Linked DNA regions of Mus musculus: region 1 is linked to region 2. The links are chromatin contacts, called in public HiCAR-type maps. All regions are on one chromosome and are shown on one strand. Each heading gives the region's core, a stretch centred on a gene start, on an enhancer-like site or on the middle of the called end of the contact. The rest is flanking DNA. Distances are from core to core; before and after follow the strand shown.

Region 1 (5,728 bases), core at 712-3,211, 81 kb after region 2:
CGTTTCCTGCCAGGAAAGTCATTCCTCAGGTATGTGTGGAGAAACAACTCAAAGCCCTGTGGAAAGTCCGATCACAGCTCATTTACATTTTCTCCTCTCTATCCTACTTGGCTTCCGTTTGGAGTAGACTCCCAAGGCTAAAATAATGCTGTGAGCTCACTACTCTGAGCTGGAAACTTAGGTCCCAATAAAAGGAGTTGGAGATCTGGAGGTTCACTTAACAGTCGCCATATGAAACAGCCTGCTGGACAGCCTTTTCCCACAGCTCGGTTGCCCACGGAACACTTGGGAGCAGCTGTTCGCAAACGCTCTGCTCCAACGCACTCTTTTCTGGAGTTTTCAAAGCTAAGTTCCAGTGGATGTCATCTCTCCCCCTGGCACTTCAACACACTGTGACTACAGGGCCGACCTACCACTTTCAGGGAGGCAAGGTCAGAGTCTTATTAGAAACGTGAGAACTGAGCTGAGTGAGGCAGCTCACACCTGCGCCCCTAAGGCTTGGGAGGCCGAAGCAGGGGAATTACCATGAGTTCCAGGCGAATCTGGCTCCATGGTGAGATGGTGCCTCAAGCAAACAAAATAAAAAAAATATATATATATAAGCAAAACAAGCAGAAACAAATACATAGCAAATACTAAAAGTCGAGAACCCAAAAGATGCCTAAGTTCTCTGCTTCTCTCACTGTGACTGCAACCGAAGACTTGACATTTGAGCTTCTAGTGCAAGACACAAAACTTATATACTAGGCCAGTTGAAACAAAATTTAAAAATATTATCTAAATAATAATATTAACTTTAGAAATTAAATTTTAGAAGGGAAAGAACCCCAAATCTAAGTGGAGCTATGTAAGTAAGTGTGACAGAAGCCGAGAATCACAAAGCTCACTACAAAAGACAAACAGCATTGAAGTGTATCCTGCGGGCCTTGACACACACAGGCAAACTGTCACTTAGTTGTGAGGCAGAGGGTCAAGGTTGACACAGGGCTCTGAGAAAATATTTACCAGAGAGAACATGCTGATTCACTTATCAGTCCAGGAATCTCAAGTATAAAACTTCAAGATATAAGAAAGATCAAATTATATCATGTATGTGATTCAATTTAAAATGTCTTAGCCCTCTTACATTATATTATCTGGATTATAACAGTAAAAAAATCAAATTACAGTCATATGAAACTTTTATCAAAAGAAATCAAATCTGTTTTTATGAAACTTTATAGTACAATTATTTTTAGTGGGTCTTTTCTTAGGTCACAGTATTTATAATTCCATTTACATCTGTATAATTTTTAAAATGAAGAAACAAAAGCAAATGAATAGAAATCTAAGTTTTCCTTTGTAAAACTGCCTTCAGTCTCCAGGCCGGCACCACATGGCGGACGGTGTTGGCTTGTCCTCCAGCCACGGACAGCCCCCAGCGTCCCTGCTTTACGAAGCATTCAGGCCTCGACTCATCAGGAATGCTTTCTGGTTTGGCTCACGTTGCAAGAAATTCTGGAGCATGTCCATGCCGTCCAGGGACCCCCCAGGCTTCAGGATTAGGTTTCTGTATTTCATTCCAACCTAATAAAAGAAAACATCATGCCTAATAACTCACGGGCCCAGCAATCCTCCAGATCCCCAGACACAAGGGAGAGAGAGGTGAGGGCGAGGAAAGGGGCTTCAGCTCTACTCGAGTCTAGACAGTTCTGCTCACGCAGCAGCTCGCTCGCTCCTTCCTTCCTTCCTTCCTTCCTTCCTTCCTTCCTTCCTTCCTTCCTTCCTTCCTTCCTTCCTGTAGTTAAGAGATTTGGAGCTTTAGCCTCAGGCCTGAATTCCCTGTGGAATATTAATTATTGTCTCCTGTCCTTAGATTCTCAGCTGTGAGCTGACAATGAAGGCAGGCAGGGACACCAATCAGCCAAACAGAACACAATTTGCTACTGCCAGTTAGCCCAGTTCCAGTGTGATTCAGAAGGGCTAGCAGAGCAAGTGTTCCCAAGGCTATGGGGCTGCATGTGCTTCGGAGCAGGAACTCGGCTACTGTCAAATGCCTTCAGGTATTTTTATAAGGGGCTCACGAAAAAACAAAACAACCCCCCACAAAGAAACCTAAGCAGCATTCTTGTGGATGGCTAAGTGACAAGTGATTCTGAGGGGTCAGGAGTGGAAGGACAGAAGTTTTGAGAGATGGAAGTCTGGAATTTGAAAACAAACCACAGTTCCTCTGTTTTTATTCACATGAACATCCGAGCAGACATGTTGAAAGAGAACAGCTGCTGCTCAGCGTCACATAAGCACAGCTCAGATCCTTCCACTGCTCTGGTAAGGAGTCCTAATTCTAGATGTGCATATAAAATAAACGGATATTGCTCACGTTTATATTTATTACGTGATCTGACCAATAGGAATGATAATCCTTTGGGGTACAGGAAGAGCTAGAGAATCGCCAGAGATTAAAGTAGTTTCAGTTTGGACTGAAAGCAAGCTGCTGTTGTTGGACCATCAGAGACTTAGCTACTATGTAAAATAAAGCACGAGTGAAATGCACTAAGTTGGACAGCAGCAAACCTAGCTAATACCCTACGAGAGCCATGAAATAAAACTTTGGGGTTGTCTTTGTGCATGGGCAGGAATCACTTAAAACTTACAAATCATCTAGCTGATTCATCCACTCTTTTGATGCTGAGACAGATGTAATCAAAAGTTAGAACGTTTATACCCAAGTACCAGGCAATGGTATTAACTGGAAAAAATTGCAAAACAAAACACACACACAAAAAATCTTAAAACATTTTAGGTACGTTGGTGATTCTGTTATAAGCTGTCATATTCATAGCTATTCTCAGCTGCATGCAGTCCAGTGTGAGCTGCTCACCCCTGATGCAAGCTCACATTTAATAATCTGAATTCTAGTAAGGAGTAAGCAATTAAAGTTAGTGTTTGCTTAAATTCTCAGGCAGCAAGATCAATACAATTATGAAATACATATTTAACTTCTCTATCAACAACATATAAAAAATATTTAAAAGTGAAATTAGTATCTTTGGGTCTCAGGTTGGCATCAGACTTGCTATGCAAGGGATGAGTGTGGTCTTCCGACCCTTCTGTCTTTGCCTCCTAGGTGCTGGGATGACAGGCCACTATTCCTGGTTCATACTGTACTGGGGATTGAGCTCAGAGCAAGTGTAGGCCAGGCAAGTTCTCCGTCTACTAACTGAGCTATACCTCTCCAGTCTAATGAAATTCATAAATATTTGTTTAAACACTTCAACCAAGACACAGTGGTGTGCACCTGTACTCCATGCTACTGGGGAGGCGTCACTTGAACTCCATTGTAACCACAATGTTATCATTTCATCATGTAATCTCCCCCCTTCTCATCCTCCCCACACAGGGGTGCTCTCTATAGCCCTGGCTGGCCTTGAACTCAGAGATCTGCCCACCTCTGCCTGGGACTAAAGGTGTGCACTCCCACTGCTCCACTCAACCTGTAGAATTTGTATGTGTCACTGAGCTCTGCTGTTTGCTGTGTTTACAGTGATAGCAAGCCCGCGCCTGCGCTCCGTTTTGCGACTGCACGCACAGACACAGGGCTTGGAGCACAGCGGAGGTTAGGAGGATGTGGAAATGGGCTCATACAGTGCTGGGAAGGAGCACAGCAATCTTGCTGCTTTATTTATAAGCAACCTAAGAACCTGAAGCCACTGCTACTGAACTTCTTAGAAATTGTGCCAACGAGGATTTGGAGCTGGGTTTAATCTGTGTTGTTTTGATATGTTGAAAAAAATAACACGTTTAAAGAAAATTTCTTACATGATCAGCAGTAATACCACCCTTCCAACAGTAATTGAGACTCTAAAATACAACTGGCTGTTGTTGTCATAGGCTCCATCATTCTAAGAAGCTATCAGAGCTCCTTAGTCCAAACACACCTCCATTTCCTTCCCCCTCCCTCACTATTGAATGTGCTTCAGTCTGACCACTGTTTTGCATTAATGTGTGGAGCAAGGAAGGCCTGTGCTCTCTGGAACAATGGTATTATATAGCACAGACAATGCAAGTTAGACTTCTAGAATTACAGCAATATTTAAAGCCTTGTACTAAGGAAAACTTCAAACATATCCTAAGGGCATAGAACACAGGATAATGGCACATACATCTATGACCCAACCTCAATCACGGGTCATGAGGTGACAAACAGAACCTCTGTGCCTGGGCTATTCAGTCCCTGGGATCTACACAAATCAAATCCAGGGGTCTCTGAATGTGAGGCAAGCATTTACTCAACTGAGCTATATCCTCAATGGCCCATTATTATTGTTGTTACTGTTATTTTTGAGACAGGAATTATAAAGTGTAACTTCGTCTCTGATTCCCTCCTGCCTCAGCCTGCCAAGCAGTGAGATCACAAGTGTGTGTCCCTTTACACTTGGCAATAATTAGTATTTCTTCAAACTCCAAGCCAGCCAAGGCTACATAGTGAAACTCTGCCTTCAAAAAAAAAAGGCATTTATACCTCAAATATTACAGAAAAAGAACAACATATTAAGACATTGACCAAGATGCAACATCTGACAAAGTTCTCCCCCAACTGCTATAGTAGGGAGTTTCATGGGAAGGGAAAGGAAGCACGGGAAACTGGCGTGTTCACCACTGTGAAGAGATGGCTCAGGCCAGCTCTGCCTGCAGCCACGTCAGAGTGGGGCACTGTGTAGTCTCAGAACATGTGGCTCAGCACAGCTCAAAGTCTTCCTCTGCTTATGCCTCCAAACAAGTTGATTAAATTTCCTCAATTATAGAGCAATGTTCTTTTAATAGTTCCATTTCCCTTGTACTGAAGCTTTGAGAAGAGTTTAAGAGTCATTTTGGTAACCGGACCTAGCTTTTTTTTTTTTTTTGTTAAGGAAAGAAAAGTAGTTGAGCGACTTTTAGTTTAAAAAGGTGCTGCGCACCTTGAGAAGCATGGTTGGTGACATTGCCATAGGTGGAGTCAGAGAGGCAGGGAGAGGAGCTCTGAGGTCCTCTGGGAGATTGCAGTCAGATCCTATCAGCTCTCCTTGGAAGGGAATTCAATCAGTGGCCAGAGGTTTAGAATCCTCAAAGAGCTGCACCTATCTTTTGGCACTATGAAGGCCCTTTCTAACCCTGAGGGTTTCTAAGGCAAGGTTAGGCTAGGAGTTAGGCCCAGGCTTGAACTACGGCTTGATTCATTAAGTACACGGTACTCAGCTTCCTTATGTATAAAATGGGAATATGCTGTCCTTATACTTTCCAGGCTGTCAGATGCATAGTGGGATTTGATAACTCCTACCCCTGTAACCCTCCCCAGGCAGTTACTGATCTATCTCTGTTCAGGGAAATAAATAACTGCATTCTTGTTTGGCATTTCCTAAAAATTACCTGTCTTCTAATAAAGCTAAAAGAAAACACAAGAGAGTGCAGCTCCACTATCAGTGAGGAAGAACAGATAATTCAGGAAGAATATTAGGTAGAAAAGAGAAGGCCTTCACTTATGCAAGAGTACAAACCTTTTGAGGCAATATTTTAATAGCAAATGTAATTACCCTAAGCAGGATGCTCATTGCTTATCAGTTATGAAAACACGGACAGGACAGTGGACTGGCTCCCACTAGCTTTGTATCCTGGAGCCAGCATACATGATAACTTTCTCGTAGCCTTTCAACCCAGCCACTCCAGGAGCAGCGCCAGACTTGTCTCCTTCCCATGTGCAGTAGAGTGAGTG
Region 2 (5,543 bases), core at 1,146-3,645:
TCTTGCTGTTGTTTACCTATTTATTGTGTTTGTCTGGTTTTGCTTTTGTTCTTTTGTGGTAGTGGCTCACCACAGCCCTAGACCAGCCTGGAACTGTGACAGGAAAAGTCTGGTTTCAAATTCATGGCACTCTTCCCACCGCAGTTTCAGAAGTCCTGGGATTGCACACACAGCCGCCATGCTCAACCGCCATGCTCAGCCGCCATGCTCAGCCGCCATGCTCAGCCGCCATGCTCATCTTGAAATAAAGACTTGTGTTTCCTCTTGTTAATGTTGTGTGTGCCTGATATACAGAGGAGGAGAGATGCACGGGCCACAGTGTACAAGTGGCGGTCAAAGGACAGCTTTGTGGAGTCAGTGCTCTCCATCCACCTTTATTGTGGATTCCATGCAGCAAACACGGGGCACTGGGCTTGTGGAGCAGGTTCCTTTAGCCACTGAGCCGTGCCAGCCAGCTTTTTTTTTTTTTTTAAGATTTTTTTTCATCTCAACTTTATTTAATAATTTCACCTTATTAAACCCACTATCACTGTGCTGGAATGTCCCTAGTAGCCATTTCCCACACTCGTGCAATGTATCATGAGCGAGGGTCGGTTGATAGTTACTTTCAAAACTGATGTCTTTGTCCGCCATCTTTCCTTCCACATATTTAGGCTGGTTCACAGCCACTGGAGGAGAAGATGGTTGAAAAGCATCACTAAAGTCAACCTCCATTCATTGCCTCTACTTTTTACTTTCTTGCATCACTCCATTTAAGGTCTGTGTGCTTAAAGATACAAAATAGCCCTGAAGAAGGCATTATGTGTCTCAGCTGTTGCTCAAAAAGAAGCGGAAAAACTAGCCTGTTATCCTGCAGTCTAATCCCTGCACAGACCACAGGCCCTTTCCGTGTGAAGCCGGACTGTGCAGCCGGGAGCAATCAGAGTTGCAGTTTAAACACTACAGGGTCAAGTCCAGCGTTTGTTCCATTCTCAGAATTCCCAGGGGCATCAATGGGACTCCTGGGCAGAACAGGATTTCTCACTCGGTTCCATGATTTCTGGAAGGACTTCTATTTTGCCAACGAGTATCCACAAAGAATGTAATAAAGAAAACAGGTGCAATATTCATCAAGAAGAAGAAGAAGGAGGAAGAGGAGGAGGAGGAGGAGGAGGACGAGGAAGAGGAAGAGGAAGAGGAAGAAGAAGAAGAAGAAGAAGAAGAAGAAGAAGAAGAAGAAGAAGAAGAAGAAGAAGAAGAAGAAGAAGCAGCAGCAGCAGCAGCCTATTCTTGTTTTCTTACCAGACATGATTTCTAAGCCATGTTGTAGCAACTGTAAAGAGGCAGCTTTAGTATCATGCCAGATTCATCTGTTTGCAATTTTTAGGGTTTTGTTTTTATTTTTTTTATTTATTTATGATTTGGTTTTTTGAGATAGGGTTTTCTTTGTGTAACAACTCTGGCCACCCTGGAACTCACTCTGTAGACGAGGCTGGCCTTGAACTCATAGAGACCCACCTGCCTCTGCCTCCCGAGCTGGGATTAAAGGACTGTACCACCACACGCAGCCAGTTTTCATTATTTTACCTGTGACATAAAAAGTACCATTGACTTTAACCAGCAGCCTTTGAACCTCTAAATGTTTTGCCCTAAACTATATCACAATTGGCTAATTTGTAACATAGGATCCTTAAGCCAATTAAACCAAAATATCTGGCTTTTCATTTCAGTTCCATAAAGATCTCTAGGTAATTAAAGTTTGCTCCATAGAAAAAGCAAAAGCACTGAATCTAAGGTCTGGAAGGGCCTAAAATGCTATACTGTAGCTTTATAGTTAAGTTATATCATAGTGCCAAGGAAAATTAATTATTTAATAAAGTAATTATAATCTATATTGAACTCGCTGTTTATGTGACATGTTTTAGAAAACTTGAGTTTTAATTTTTTTAAATGTTTTTATTTATGAGCAGGGCACATGTGCACTCACTGGATAAGTCCTTCTCTCCTTCCACCATGAGAGTTCTGGGACGGAAGGTAGGTAGCGACTGTCAGTGGTTAGCGTCTTCACCTGCTGAGCTTTCTCACTGGTACATAGACCTGTAGTTTGATATATAGACTTTAATTCTTTGAATAGGTATAGGTGTTACCTAATTCACTTTAAGACGAGGAGGAAGTACACATAATTTTCACTACAAATGAATTACAGTGTCAAACAACGTGTTTAAGGATTTTTAAGATTTCAAAAGAACATCCGAAGTTTCTTTGAGGCCAAGAACACACTCCAGACTCAAAAAAATCTGGTGTGTTTTGCTTAATCTTCAGAAATATTTTTAAACAGATTGGATTTCAAGCTTCATTAGTTTTCCCGAAAAAGCTTTGGCATGATTTATTCGCACTTTATATAAGGGAATGCTGTAGCTTTTAAAACAGCAGCCTAGGAGCTAGGGAGACACTTCAGGCAATGGGTGGGGCTGGGCGCTTGACAGTTGCAGGTGGACGAAGAATGAGCATTCAGATAAGATGGTCTAAGTAAAAACCAGTGTTGGTGTTTTTTCTCTCCTCAGGGCTTCCCCGGCAAAGCCATCTTAAACCCGAGCAGCTGTTTTCTGATTGTTCTCCATGGCCTTTTATCAACTTTACTGAAGTATGCTCACCCAATAGAGAACTTTTAATGGTTAGTAAAGAAAATTAATAACGATGCACATGTACATGGAGAACATACACTTTTACTAGATTTATCATTATATATACGTATGTGTTTATAAGGGGATAGTTAGTCACAATTATATACTAAAATATTGATGCTAATTGTCTAGGTTCTTTAATTTCTATTGTTATGTGTATTTTCTATGTGATGATCTGAAGATACAAATATGCTTCCTCTTATGTAAAAATATGAAATAGGGGGCTGGAGAGATGGCTCAGGCAGTAAGAGTGCTCTGTTCTTGCAGAGGATCCAAGTTGAGTTCCTTGAACCCATAGCAAGGGGTTCACCACCAAATCTACCTCCAGCTCCATGGGCTCCAACAGCCAGCCTCTCCTCTCTTCCATAGGTCCCTGCACTCACATCCCCCTCCACATCCTCATCACTAAAAACCAGTAAATGTTAGGGAGATGAAGGCTGGAGCAGAGCTTCCGAAGCTCAAGACCTGTGTTCCGTGGTGAGAACGAGAAGGGAGGAGGAAGAAGAAGAGGAAGAAGAGGAGGAGGAAGAATTGGAGGGGAAGGTGAGAAGGAAGAGGAGGAAGATCCTGTTAAAATAACACGAATCCAAATTTTTATTATTTAATAGATACAGAAATTTTGTTTGGGATGAAAAATAGTTATGGCAAAAGCACATTGTAGTCTTGTTTGTTTTTTGTTTGTTTGTTTGTTTTTTGTTTTTACAACATAGTATATGTACTTACTGAAATACAGTTAAAACGGTTACAGTCATAATGAGTGTATGTACTTTACCGAGTCAAGAATAAGAAACATGGAAGTACTATAGGTTGGAATAGTGCCCCTCAAAGCTCCTATGCTGAAGGCTTGGTGGCAAGCTTGTGGTCCTATTGGGAAATAGTTGAAACTTTAAGAGGTGGGCCTAGTGCGAAAAGTTGGATCATTGGAGGTATACCCTTGAAGGGAATATTGAAACTCCTGCTCTTGTCTTTGTGGCTTCCTGGCTGCCCTGAGTTGCACCTTCTGTTACACCTGCTCATCATGATGTTTTGCTATAGACCCCAAAACAATGGGCCAACCAGCCAAGGGCTGAGACCTCCAACCCTGTAAGCCAAGGGAAACTTTTTCTCTTATAACCTTCATTTATCTGAAGTGTTTCATCATAGTGGTGGAAAACTAACACAAGGTGGTAAGTATTCTTAGTACGGACCAACCTGACTGTTAAATGAAATGTATTCAGTGCCACGATCTTGCCATGTTCACTTATATCCTTTGGCCAAATATCCAAACTCTTTTTCCTTGCTTGATAAATAATACAAATACATATAACTTAGCATATGTAAAGCCCAGGGTTTCTTCTCTGAAGCCAAAAAAATAATAGGTAAATAAAAAGAATAAATATTTATATTTATTGAGAATCTGAATAAGCATTTACATATCACTTAGTATTTCTAAAAGGTAAATCCCATTATTTTTCTTTTTTCTTTTTGAATATGAAAATAGCTGAGACTAAGAAAGTTTATGTAGTTGGGCAAAGACCACGTAACTAATGAGGGGGTGATTCGGGGTTTGATTGGATGTCTGTTTGACACCAGATCACGGTCCCTCACCACCGTGCCTTCAAGAGTTTGAATACACCAGCTCTATGTTGCCATATGTGGACTTTTTTATACACTATCTACATTTCAACTTTGAGTTTCTGCTATCTTTTTTAAAAGTCTGATTAATAGAGCTCTTGTGCAAATTACTCTCATTATTATTAATTTTCCAGTCTTATGAAATAATATTAGCTATCTCCTTTTACTCTAGGTTGGTTAGAGACAAAGTCAACATGAGGATGTAATTAATGATGCTTTTTGAAAACAGTTTTCCAAGGTGAAGTCAACAGCTTTCTGGAAATGCTGGAGAAAAAGTCACCCAATTATCTTCCTAGCCTCCACTTCAGAGTCTGAAGGAGAAGATGGGGCTTTGGGTTCTGCTCATGTTTAAGAGGCATTCCCCATCATTTTCCTCAGTGTGGAAGCTTAAAGAAATACGTTAGTAGTCTGCGGTAGACTGATTTTCAGAACCACTCTTCTAGTTGGATGTTGGAAGGATTTCGGCCTTGTAGCATCTTCTGGTTTTGTTTACAGCGCCTGTAAAGATCCTGGATCCACTCTACTCCTTTACATACCAGTAAGATTTTACATTCTGAACAACACCTGGTCTCATTCACAGATAGACAGTCAATAGGAGTATGTTCCTTTGAGCCACCTGAGCCAACCTTTCAGATGCTGAGGGTTCACATTGTGGAAGAGCTGTGCTGGAATTCCGCTCACACGACTGCAGATCATTGATGTTATTCTCCTAAATAAAATGTAATAATAAACTCATTTAAAATGAAGAATGTTATTTCAAGAACTTTCAAAGCAAAGGGAAATTTGGAACCACTAAAAGCTCACTATTGAAAGACATGTGTCTTACACGCGTTCTCGCGACCGGCCAGGAAGAACGCAACAAACCGGAATCTTCTGCGGCAAAGCTTTATTGCTTACATCTTCAGGAGCCAGAGAGCAAGAGAGCAAGAACTCTATTGCTTACATCTTTAGGAGCCAGAGAGCAAGAGAGCAAGAGCTCTATTGCTTACATCTTTAGGAGCCAGAGCGCAAGAGCGCAAGAGTGCAAGAGCGCAAGAGTGCAAGAGAGAGAGCAAGAGTGCAAGAGTGCAAGAGAGAGAATGGCGAAACCCCGTCCCTTTTTAAGGAGAATTATCCTCCGCCTAGGACGTGTCACTCCCTGATTGGCTGCAGCCCATCGGCCGAGTTGTCGTCACGGGGAAGGCAGAGCACATGGGGTGGAAAACTACCCTTGGCACATGCGCAGATTATTTGTTTACCACTTAGAACACAGGATGTCAGCGCCAT

Evidence for each region. HiCAR-type assays count read pairs that join an accessible place to other places.
Region 1: a contact with region 2 is called in a HiCAR-type map of PVALB interneurons, with 2.4 times the contacts expected there. The contact joins two enhancer-like sites. A contact is called at or near these places in 4 of 115 datasets of contacts at active chromatin or transcription factors (PVALB interneurons, bone marrow-derived macrophages, embryonic fibroblasts and 1 more) and 1 of 9 other capture datasets (liver).

The regions. Positions count from the first base shown.
Region 1 is chr13:104,023,515-104,029,242 of GRCm38.p6, forward strand. Nln (neurolysin (metallopeptidase M3 family)) reads right to left here. Exons shown (of 13, transcript NM_029447.2): 13 at 1-1,566. The coding sequence ends at 1,432. Among named protein-coding and RNA genes, the nearest start is that of Gm30967, 12 kb to the right of the region's middle. Within about 2 kb of position 1,962, at least 91 of the 459 cell types and tissues checked have an H3K27ac peak or open chromatin away from gene starts, as enhancers often do. A contact at or near this core is called in PVALB interneurons, where this site is marked.
Region 2 is chr13:103,941,901-103,947,443 of GRCm38.p6, forward strand. No RefSeq gene overlaps it. Among named protein-coding and RNA genes, the nearest start is that of Erbin, 24 kb to the left of the region's middle. Within about 2 kb of position 2,396, at least 1 of the 459 cell types and tissues checked has an H3K27ac peak or open chromatin away from gene starts, as enhancers often do. A contact at or near this core is called in PVALB interneurons, where this site is marked.